Linked DNA regions of Mus musculus: region 2 is linked to region 1. A link is a contact called in public promoter capture Hi-C data. All regions are on one chromosome and are shown on one strand. Each heading gives the region's core, a stretch centred on a gene start, on an enhancer-like site or on the middle of the called end of the contact. The rest is flanking DNA. Distances are from core to core; before and after follow the strand shown.

Region 1 (5,340 bases), core at 894-3,393:
GACACAGAATGTGAAGAGTCTGTCTCAGTAGAGCAAGCCAGAGTGCCATTGTGAAAATGGACTATGAGTTATTTTGTTTACTCTAAAGTGGAGCCAACAAAGGAATTATTGACATGTACAGATGGAGAGGGTAAAATCAGTCAGACACACGTGAGAATCACCCTCATCCTCTGGTAACTCACAGAAAGATACCGACACTGAAGGAACTGGCTCAGGTACAGGTGTGTCGTGTCTGCCACAGAGTGACACAGTTCATACTGGACAGAATGACATAGTTCAGGTGGGCTGTTTTAACTGAAAGAGGCCCTTCTGAGGAACCAGCCAACTCTCCCACCTCCAGTTCAGTCAGGTTTATTCACTGTTGAGCAACAAGAACACCAAGGACCCAGTTGTTAGTGCTGGGTGGTTACTGTCAGATGGATAGAATCCAATCCCTGCCCTAAGGAAGGCAAGCGAGAAGCCATGAAGGCGGCTAGGGAGATGTGCCGTGGGCTCTTCTCAGTCGTGTCTCGGGAGTATGTTGGACGCGAGCAGGCAATATCTGAGGCTTCACTGTGCTATGAAACCAAGCTTAAGCAGGCCTGGCCTGATGCGAAGTGGACCCAGCACAGTCTCCGAATAAGAAACTCAAACCACTCCTGTGTATTTTGAGAACTCCAGATGTCAGCAGCTACCTTCAAAAAGACAAAGTCAGGGCAGCACTGACATTAGGTCTAAAGAATGCCCCCTTCAGGGCCAGACATGGCCAAGAGGGTATATAATAGGGCATGTAAGAACCCATTTTTGACCTCCATCCCTCTCCTGGGCTGATCCGAAAGCAGAGAGTTGTCCCCAGTGTCTGGTTTTTTACTGGCCCTTTCTCAGGTCACCGCCTCCCCCACTGGCCACCTGATAAAGAGAGGAGGCCTCTCGTTCTACTAAGGGATGTTACCATCTCATAGAACCTGATTCTGAAAGCACACGCCCCCCAACTTCCTTTCTAAAAGTACAGATAATTCCCATGGGAAGAAATGGGGGAAACGAGAGTCCACTAATTTACAGCACAGATTTCCACCCTACCCACCACAGACACTGAAAACAGAAACTGAGTTGCTCAAATCAAATGGAGCAGAGCTTATCCTGGTGCCCTGAAACATTTAAGAGAACCTGAGGAGAGAGAGGTGCAAGGATTGGCAGCCCAAAGTTTCATGGCCCCTCCCATCCCAAATTCTTGGAATCAGAAAATGCAGTCTTCCAAAGTAGGTCAGCTCAGCAGTGAACAGTTCCTCTGGAAGGAAAGCGAGCAAGAGCCTTCTCCTGATAGAGGACAGGATTCATCCAGGACTCCTGAAGCCAGAGCCCCAGAGGCACGGGAGAGAGGGAAGACAGGGAGACCCAACCAGGGATTAGAAAAAGCTCAGGGTCCCAGATCTCCACTAGTCAGTGATGGGAAGGGGGATTGTCAGAAGGAGAGGCAGATGGAAAGGAGCCTGAGTTTGCTAGGGGAGGAGCCTTCTGCCACTTCTAGATCCTGGAGGCTGCCCCTGTGTCCCGGGCCCCATGACCTGTGGGGCCTTGGCTTCCCTAGCTGGCAGAGGATTGGGCCTTCCCTGGGACACCCCCTTCCTCCTCCCCACAAGCCTGCGGCTCTCCTCTCTCTCTCTCTCTCTCTCTCTCTCTCTCTCTCTCTCTCTCACACACACACACACACACACACACACACCACACACACATACACTTGCCCCCCTCTCAAGCATTTGTTTTGTAGCTCCTCTTTGTCTGTTGGGCAGGAGGGCAAACACATCTGCCTACCCTCCCTCTGCACCCCCACTCCCTGTGCACCCCCATTCCCACCTCTCCACTGTCTTGGAAAAGGGATGCTGTAGCCTAGCGCGCGCGCGCGCACACACACACACACACACACACACACACACACTGGTACGTTTTCTCCTGCCCCCTCCCCAAGCGCATCCACGCCTCCCTCCCTCCCTCTCTCTCTCTCTCTCTCTCTCTCTCTCTCTCTCTCTCTCTCTCTCTCTCCTGTCTCTCTCTCCCTCTCTCTCCCTCTCTCTCCCTCTCTCTCCCTCTCTCTCCCTCTCTCTCTCTCTCTCTCTCTCTCTCACACACACACACACACACACACACACACACACACACACACATACACACGAGGCTCTCAGCACATACACCCTGGGCTGAGCGGTTCTGCCGGCTGCAGCCGTGGGCCCCTGCTCACCGTGCGGCTGCCACTGCCTGCGAAATGACGGCGGTTCCCCTCACTTCCAGGAATCCACGCTTCCTGGAAGGTGAGTGGCTGGGCTCACCCCTGCCTGCCACCGAGACGCAGACATGCACACACCACCCGCACTCCCTCGCCGTTTCCAAGGCGGCGGCCGCGTTCGCACCCCAGGGTCTCACCGGCAAGGGAAGGATAATGTAAGTTCAGGCAGAAGGCGGCTAGCGGAGGGGGGGTAGGGGGGTGATGGGGCTAGGGAACCAATTCAGTAACAACTCCCAAGCCTGAGGAGAGGGAGAGGACGGGGGCTGTGTGTATAGCGGGGGGGGGGAGGGGGCGTTCCTCCTTACACTTGGGGAGGATGGGAAAGGGTGCTTGGTGTTGCTAAGCGAAGACCGTGACTTGGACAGTGGGAGCTTGTGGTGACATCTTGATTAGGCCTTGGGGACAGAGGTAGAGCAGCCAGGGGTGGAATACCGAAACAGGCCTGGGTGGGAATGGAGAGTAGAAAGACCTGAGATGGGAAGAAGAGCTTTGACGGCAGATGCTTCAGCCTGGAACCGACATGTGAGGGGCCTCAGCCTCCTGCCCACAATAGAGAAGAGCCGGGGGTGGCAGTCTTTCTTTGCTCGTGCACTGACTGGTCCCTGATAGCAGGCTAGCATCCTGCCACCTGGAGCCCATGGTCAAGAAGAGAAAGCTGGAGAAAGATATCCCTTTCAGAGAAGTGCAGCGGCTTGCAGAGCTCCAGGCTATTCCCCAGAGGCAACCACTCAAGGGATCCAGGAGAGGGCCGGTCTCTTTCGGTGTGTGAGACCGCTCAGCTTAGTGGGACTGCTCCCCATCCCTTCCCCGCCTTTCTGCCCTTTCTCCACCTCCTAGTTGCTTTGCTGTGGACCTCACGATTTAGCTTTGCTCCCAGAAGGTTCAGCCAATCTACGATGGCTTTGACCAAGAAAATGTCTCTGATACCTGAGAGCAGCCTTAATTCTTGGCTTTGACAGTCTGAGATTTCTTGGAAGTCCCAGGCATTTGAAATTCCCTCACTGGGGTTTCCGAGGCTGAGAGGGGAAACGAATGAGTTTCCCAAATCTGACTTTGTCCCCGTCAGCCTCAGGCTAGAAGTCTAAGTCTCTGGAGCCTCACAAAGACCCTCTGGCCTTTGACAGAGATTCCTTCTTAGATTTTAGTGCCATGAAAGTAGACTTGAGTGTGTTTTCCCTCTTGCCTTTATCCTAGGGATGACAGCAGCATCAAAGAGCCTCTGGAGTTACTGGTGCGCCTTGAGGCACCTGCCTTTCTCTCCTGTTTCCAGCCCTTCATTGGGAGAGCCACAAAGAATGCTTTTCCCTCAGTGTCCCTGAGCTTCCCTTTAAGAATATTGTCTCCCAGAAAGCTAGCTCCTAGTCGTAGAGACAGCCTCAGCTCCAGGAGACTGGGCCAGATATGGATTTCCAAGAAATTCACTCATTTTAGAATCAGCAGGTCCCTTCTTACTAATACTGGGTGCTTTGTAGTAGGTCAGCACTAACCTTTGAAAAGAACAAGAAACTGGGTGTGGTACATGCACGCAATCCCAGTACTCCAAAGGCTGAGGCAGGAGGATTTTGAGTTTACTTAACCTTTTTTGACCTATCTAGCCTCAGTAAACTCAGTTGAAAGGGCACGTGTTAAAACCGGACCTGAATCTACAAGTCTTAATGGTCCTGAGCCGCTCACATCATGGTTTGTGTCTGGTGCTGTCTTAAGGCAACTTCTTAAGAAAACCGTTGCTCGCCTAAGGAGCCTCAGCAGGGGAAAATCAGATTCAAGCCATAAGGCTTTTTCTATAGCCGGAGAACAGGGTTCCTCGGGCTTCCGAGGGATAGAGTGGGGAACGGGACTTTAGGAGAGGTTGCGATGGGAAATGGTCCCCAAGTCCTGAGTGGTTGTTTTCTTCCCACTGACCAAAGCTGGAGAGGGAGCTCTCAGGAGGGTGTGCTCCGGATTTCTTGCCTCAGGCCCAGGACTCCAACCATTTTATAATGGAATCTTTATTTTGTGAAAGTAAGTATGTGCATAGCTGGGAAAGTGGGTAAAATACTAACCTAGGCGAACTTTAGGGATGAATTTTAGGGTCTCTCTCTCTCTTTCTCTCTCTCTCTTCCATGTTTAGGCCTTTGCGCATATACCCATGCATGTTCATGTTAGCAGATAATATAGACGGCTGTGATGTTTATCCCAGTAGGTATGTTCTCTTTATGTGTATCTATATGTGTGATCTGTGTCTGTGTGTTTATCTACATGTGTTTTGATTTCATTCATTTATATGTACAGGAGGCTGTGGGGAGGGGGGATTTTTGAAGGCACTCATGTTTTCAAGTATGTTATTGGATCTAAAAAAAAATTTTAAAAAGCATTTTTACAAAGCATGTTATCAACAAGTTGAAATTGACAAGCTTAAGATAACTGACATTTAGCTCTTGAGAGAAGTTTGGCTGAATTTAGAAAGCCTAATGAGCCCCCACTGAAGCAGTGACTCCTGACTGGCCAAGCAGTAGCCAAGGACTTGGTATTCAACATGTTTGTGATCCTGCCCCCACCTCAGCCACTACCAGCTTAGACAAGTAATATAACATCTTTTGTGCCCCCTAATCCAAAAAAAAAAAGGAAATAATTTTTCAGCACCTATTTTATACGGTGATTGGTGATTGTGAAGCTTAAAGGAGCATACAGACTAACACCTGATACAAGTATCCAGTCAGTAATTAGTAGCCAGCTGCTATCCTTATTGCTACTAATATTACCAATAGATTGGGGCAGTTCCAGATCCCTCTCCTACAGATTCCAAAGCTGCTCCTGGGAGCTCTCGGGAGAGCAGTAGGTAAAAATGTCCCTTACCACCTCCTCAGATCCCTGTTCTCTGTTCTACCCTGGCCCGCCCAGTAGTGGGTGATGCTCTTCCCGTCAGGCACAGATAAAGGTAGGGTAGGCCAGACTCGGCTGCTGAGCTCACGGAAGTGAGAGTCAGCAAGGGGCACCCGGCTGCTGTGGCACAAGGTAGGGTGCTCAACATTCAAGCCTACCTCACACCTGGCTATAGAACAAATGTTTGTGATGTTTAACTGAAGTTTTTCTTAAACATT
Region 2 (5,340 bases), core at 2,071-4,570, 230 kb before region 1:
CACCAGGCCTTCTCTGTGCCATTAGTTCTACCAAAGCTTTCCTAGCAGCAAGCCTAAGAGGCACCTGGGCATCTCAGAAAAAAGCCCAACCACATAAGCAGTGAACTTGTACATAGAAAGGCCCAGATTTCTCCACTCACCACCCCACCCCCATCCTCAGGCTAGAACCTATTTGCCAGAGTATGTTGGAGGGATGTCCCCACTTATCCTCGACCTCAATCGAAGCCACAAAAAGACTATGAGAACTACATAGGGATGTGTGCTGTGATGTGCCACTCAGTTTTCATAGCAATAGGGTTACTACTGATAGAGTCTAGAAAGCCACAGAGCAATCAAGTAATTTGTCCAGTGAGAATTCAGAGGTTGTTAGGTAGAACAAGGAATCAAACCTAAATAGCTATCATACAATATTATGTTTTAATCTAATGTAATCTGTTGTTAAAAGATAAATGTAGAAAACTGAATTTATACCACGGAAAGTGAGAAAGTTGAGAAGCAACTTGGATTCAAAGGGCTGGTATAGTATGGAACCTTTTCCAATGTCTTTGAAGAGAAGAACAAGATAGAGGTTAGGGATGTGGACGTAGCAGAACTGGTAAGAGTACTTGCCTAGCATACATGGAATTTCTGCCCACCACCAAAAACCAGGCATGCTGTCACGGGCCTGTAATCCCAGCACGAGGGTGGCAGAAACAAAATCCAGAAATTTAAGGCCATCCTCAGCTACATTTGAGGCCAGCCTGGGCTACAAAGAGACCTTGCCTCAGGAAGAGAAATTGTTTAAAAAAAAAAGTTTAATTTTGAAGGGATTAACAATCAGAAAACAAGTGCCATTGTCTGTCAGAGGCCTCATATAAAATGGTTTAGAAAAAAGCTATCCTGTCTCAACTATCCAAATTCCCTCCTCCTTATTTCATGTCTGACAACAAGTCTCAAAGACTCAAGCTGGCAGAGCAAACAAGCACTTTAGGGTGATGACAGGAAAAAAAATTAGTCCTAGAAAAACCATAAAAAGGAGATTTACAGCTGAGGAGTATAGTTCCAGCTGCAGCTTACAGACTGGGTGGTAAAGAGGGGCATCTTGGTACCTGGGTCCCAGAGAGAGAAGTCAAACAAAATGAAAACATGTAGATCTTCTAAGCTGTTCACACTGCTGAGGAGTGACTACAATGAGACAGAAGAGGGCTCAGTAGGAGTTAGAAGAACTTCTGACCAATATATGAACAACTGGAAAGATGGAACAAAGGGCTATTAAAAGAAGAGAAAGGAGAGAGAGGAGAGGGAGAGGGAGAGGGAGAGGAGAGGAGAGGGAGAGGGAGAGGGAGAGGGAGAGGAGAAAGAAAAGAAGACCCCTACACATTTGAAAAGCACCATCATAACTCATTTGGGAAAATCTAAGTGCAGTGGTCCACACCTTTAATCTCACCAACAGACACATGCAAGTGGATCTGAGTTTGAGGCAGGCCAGGGAAACAAAATCAGACCTTGTTGTTTTGTTTTGAAAGAGTTGGATAAGACGGGCGTGGTGGCGCACGCCTTTAATCCCAGCACTGGGGAGGCAGAGGCAGGTGGATTTCTGAGTTAAAGACCAGCCTGGTCTACAAAGTGAGTTCCAGGACAGCCAGGGCTACACAGAGAAACCCTGTCTTGAAAATCAAAAAAAAAAGAAAGAGATAAAGAAAATAAGCAAAGACAATGATTATTCCTTAAAAGAGGCTCTAAAGAGATGGATTAGTCCGTAGATGCCTACTGCTCAACTACAGAAAGAACCTGAGTGTAGACTCCTGGCTTCTACATAAAAAGCCAGGTCCAGTAGCATTTGTCTGTTAACTCCAGATCTGGGAGTAAGAGACAGGTGGATCAGTGGAAATTATTAGCTAGCCACTTTAGCTAATCAATGAGCTCCAGACTCTAACTCAATAAATAAATGGTACTCAAGAAGAAATCTGATGTGTCCTCCAGCCTTAACATGCTACCCACACACACACCTCCCTTGGCCAGGCGCAGCAGTCATTACATTACTTTAATAATCCTAGTACTTGGGAGGCTGATGCTGAAAAATGCAGTGAAGTCAAAACCAGCCCTGTTTATAGATGAAACACTGTCTCAAAATGAGGGGTTGGGGAGTACACAGAGAATCCTAGCTTGAGTTGAGTATGTTTCTGCAAGGTTATGGAGGACAAAGAGATAAAGATTACACGGAATCCCAGCACTCAGGAGGCAGAGGCAAGTGTGTCTATGAGTTCAAGGCCAGCTTGGTCTACATAAGGAGTTCCAAGACAGCCAGGGCTACATAGAGAAACCCTGTCTCAGAACAAGCAAAAAAGACCACATTAAGGGACCCCACAGCTAAATTCTATTATTAGTATCTACTTTGTTCCATCAATATTTAGTTATGGACAGCCATCCTAGGATATAAATTCTTCTGAATCTATACACGGTCTCCTGAAACAAAACAGCAATTTTCTATGGTTGTTTTCAGATGAAGACACTATAGAGAGGAAGTTATAGTCTTATGTAAAAAAGGGGGTTAGGGGGCTCACAGACTGATGGGAAGAAAGTCACTCCAATTAAACATTTGGCTGAGGTGACAAAACTTTAATGAACTTTTTCTATTAAGTTTTTCCAAAGTCTCAGAGGAGACAAATTTCACAATAAGTGGGCAAGCTTTCATCTATTCTCCATAGAAGTTTTCCTAAAGTGTCTAAACTTAGGTTTTCACCTTTCTTATGAGTCAGAGAATATGTAGCAGCTGGCCGGCCTTGAAACTGCCTGTGTCCCATGAGTGCAGTGATTACAGCTGTGCCCTGGCTGTCATGGAACTCACTCTGTAGATCAGGCTAACCTTGAACTCGGAGATCTGCCTGCCTTGCCTCCCTAGTGGTTGTAATAAAGGTTCTACCAGTGCACTACCAATGTCCAGCTCCAAGTTTTCAAATCAGGGAACTTTCATGATGAGATCTCCCAGAGGAAGCATTTATTAACACTAAAACATAGATTGAAACGAGAAAGCCAAGGCAGTTGTGGTGGTGCTTGTCTGTAATCACAGCTCTAAGAAGGCTAAGAAGGCTGATTAGACTCAAGGTCTCCTGGCCTATACAGCGTGTCCCAAGACAGGCTACGGTGAAACCTCTTTCTCTCAAACAAAACAAAACAAAACAAAACAAAAAACTGTGGAGAGAAAAATAAAAGGAAAGTATGTGGGAAAGAACTTATATTAACACATCAAAAAGGCCAAGTGGCATATTTCATATCTACACAGAGAACAAGCAATCTGCTCAGACAGCCAAACCTTTCCTAAGGAGGTGACTCAGTATGGAAATTGAACCTTATCCAAAACTGTTATGCCACCACTCTAACTGTAAGAGTTGAGGACACACTAGCACAGAACTTGACTACAAAGTGGAAGCAAGGTTGGGACTACTGTGCTGTATAAGCCCTGTGCTTGATCCCCAGTACTGAGATGGACACACACACACACACACACACACACACACACACACACACACACAGCATCTTGTTCCACTTCTGTCCCAACAATGCCTAACATCTCTGATACCCAGCCATGCCTTGGATTTCTATCCTTCGACCTGAGGAGTGGCCAGCCCATTTACCTTCTTGAGCTAGGTCCCACACAGTGACTTCTGCTACAAAAGATAGGGCCATGTTCTGCTTTATATAGTTAGGCTTCATTCAAAGTAGAAGGCAGTCAGTCATTAGCCCCACATTTTATCCTTTACATTTCCTAAAATCTCCAAGGCTTTTCTCCTTCAGAATGGGCTGTTTCAACCCAAGCAAAGACTTGGGGTGACTTGGCCTCATTTATGAAGGATAAAATAAAAGCATATCTGTGAGTATGAAGAAGATAATAAATAGGCTTAGATGGTAGACCCAATCCTCTTCTTTTTTTTTTTTTTTTTTTTTTTTGGTTTTTCAAGACAGGGTTTCTCTGTGTAGCCCTGGCTGTCCTGGCACTAACTTTGTAGACCAGGCTGGCCTCGAACTCAGAAATCCGCCTGCCTCTGCCTCCCGAGTGCTGGGATTAAAGGCGCAATCCTCTTCTTTATCTTCTTTTTCTACATGATATAGGCATTACAGTTAGTCCCCTTAATATTTGCCATTGACACTCCCTCTATGTGGTCTAATCAGTCTCTAGAAACTTAAAAGGAACACCTAATAAAACACATTTTCTTTTCTTCCTTTTTTATTAATAAGCAAAAATAATTAAAAACAAAAACCACAACAATCTTAAACGCAGAAGAGCAGTTAAATAAAACTGCTACTGAATTCAAGGATGTACCAAACGTACATGCTTCCTCACTGTGAGGCACATGACTGTGTATGTAGATAGGTAGGTAGGTAGGGGTGTGTATGTATATATAAAACCAAGAAAAATTTGAGAAATGGAAAACACTATGGTGCAGAAAGCACGAACTTTTCATTATGCAATTCCAAAACGCTCTGCTCTTTTTCTTTTCTTTGCCTGTAACAAAAAGCAAGAAAAAAAAATTAGATTGCAAGATAATAGCAGATTCGGGCATCTTTTAAACCAAACTCACATTAACTGTCAAAAGGCCCAAGAAGAGATAACCCCTGTCTTCAAGACAGAGACTTTATTCCAGAATCCCTCAAGTTATCTGGTCAGAACTGGGGAGGCTTAGTGAAAAAGGTGAGAGACAAGGGAGCCACAGCCACCCACACATATATATAAAGTTAAACACACACAATATACATAAGGTTAAATACACTCACACATATACATAAGGTTAAGCACACTCACACATACATAAGGTTAAGCACACTCACACATATAGCATGAAGTTAAACACACAAAGGGTGAGGGGGAAAGCATGTTAAGGGAGTGAAGAAAGGGTGAAGAAAAGTGTAGCAGAAAAATGTAGAGTTCTTTACAATCAGTAGGAAGATGGGAGATTTCAGAGGACAAAGAGTTAAACAATACCATCCACAGAGAGACTAACACTTCAATGCCAAGAGAATAAGTTGGAAGAGGAAGGGTGTGGATCTCTCTCTTTCCTCTCATTAAGACTTCTCCCTCATGTCTGAATTCCCTCAGGTATTCATTTATTATTTAGCAGCTCCCATGTAGTGCTATATATGCCTCTAAACACAACTGATACTCTAATTACTTTTAGATACCTACTCAATTGCCATGGTCACATGGGAACACCACTAGTAGGTGATTACAATGAGGCTCAGAAGTTATGTATTATGAAAGGATCTCTTAAAGAAGGGAGTATTGGGCCAGGCAGTGGTGGTGCACGCCATTAATCCCAGCACTTGGGAGGCAGAGACAGGTGGATTTCTGAGTTCGAGGCCAGC

Evidence for each region. Promoter capture Hi-C pulls out the DNA fragments that hold promoters and counts their contacts.
Region 2: a promoter capture Hi-C map of embryonic stem cells shows a contact between it and region 1, with 3 times the contacts expected there. The contact joins the enhancer-like site here to the promoter of Ikzf4 in region 1. A contact is called at or near these places in 8 of 39 promoter capture datasets (the C10 cell line, cranial neural crest, embryonic stem cells and 3 more) and 1 of 115 datasets of contacts at active chromatin or transcription factors (effector CD8 T cells).

Annotation. Positions count from the first base shown.
Region 1 is chr10:128,642,796-128,648,135 of GRCm38.p6, reverse strand. It overlaps Ikzf4 (IKAROS family zinc finger 4), which reads left to right and starts at 2,143. Exons shown (of 8, transcript NM_011772.3): 1 at 2,143-2,415; 2 at 4,168-4,261. The coding sequence starts at 2,329. It overlaps Gm26876 (predicted gene, 26876), which reads right to left and starts at 2,252. Exons shown (of 2, transcript NR_152728.1): 1 at 2,216-2,252; 2 at 1-674.
Region 2 is chr10:128,876,476-128,881,815 of GRCm38.p6, reverse strand. Sarnp (SAP domain containing ribonucleoprotein) reads right to left here. Exons shown (of 11, transcript NM_025364.3): 11 at 4,178-4,483. The coding sequence ends at 4,442. Gdf11 (growth differentiation factor 11) reads left to right here. Exons shown (of 3, transcript NM_010272.2): 3 at 1-1,292. Among named protein-coding and RNA genes, the nearest start is that of Gdf11, 13 kb to the left of the region's middle. Within about 2 kb of position 3,320, at least 12 of the 459 cell types and tissues checked have an H3K27ac peak or open chromatin away from gene starts, as enhancers often do.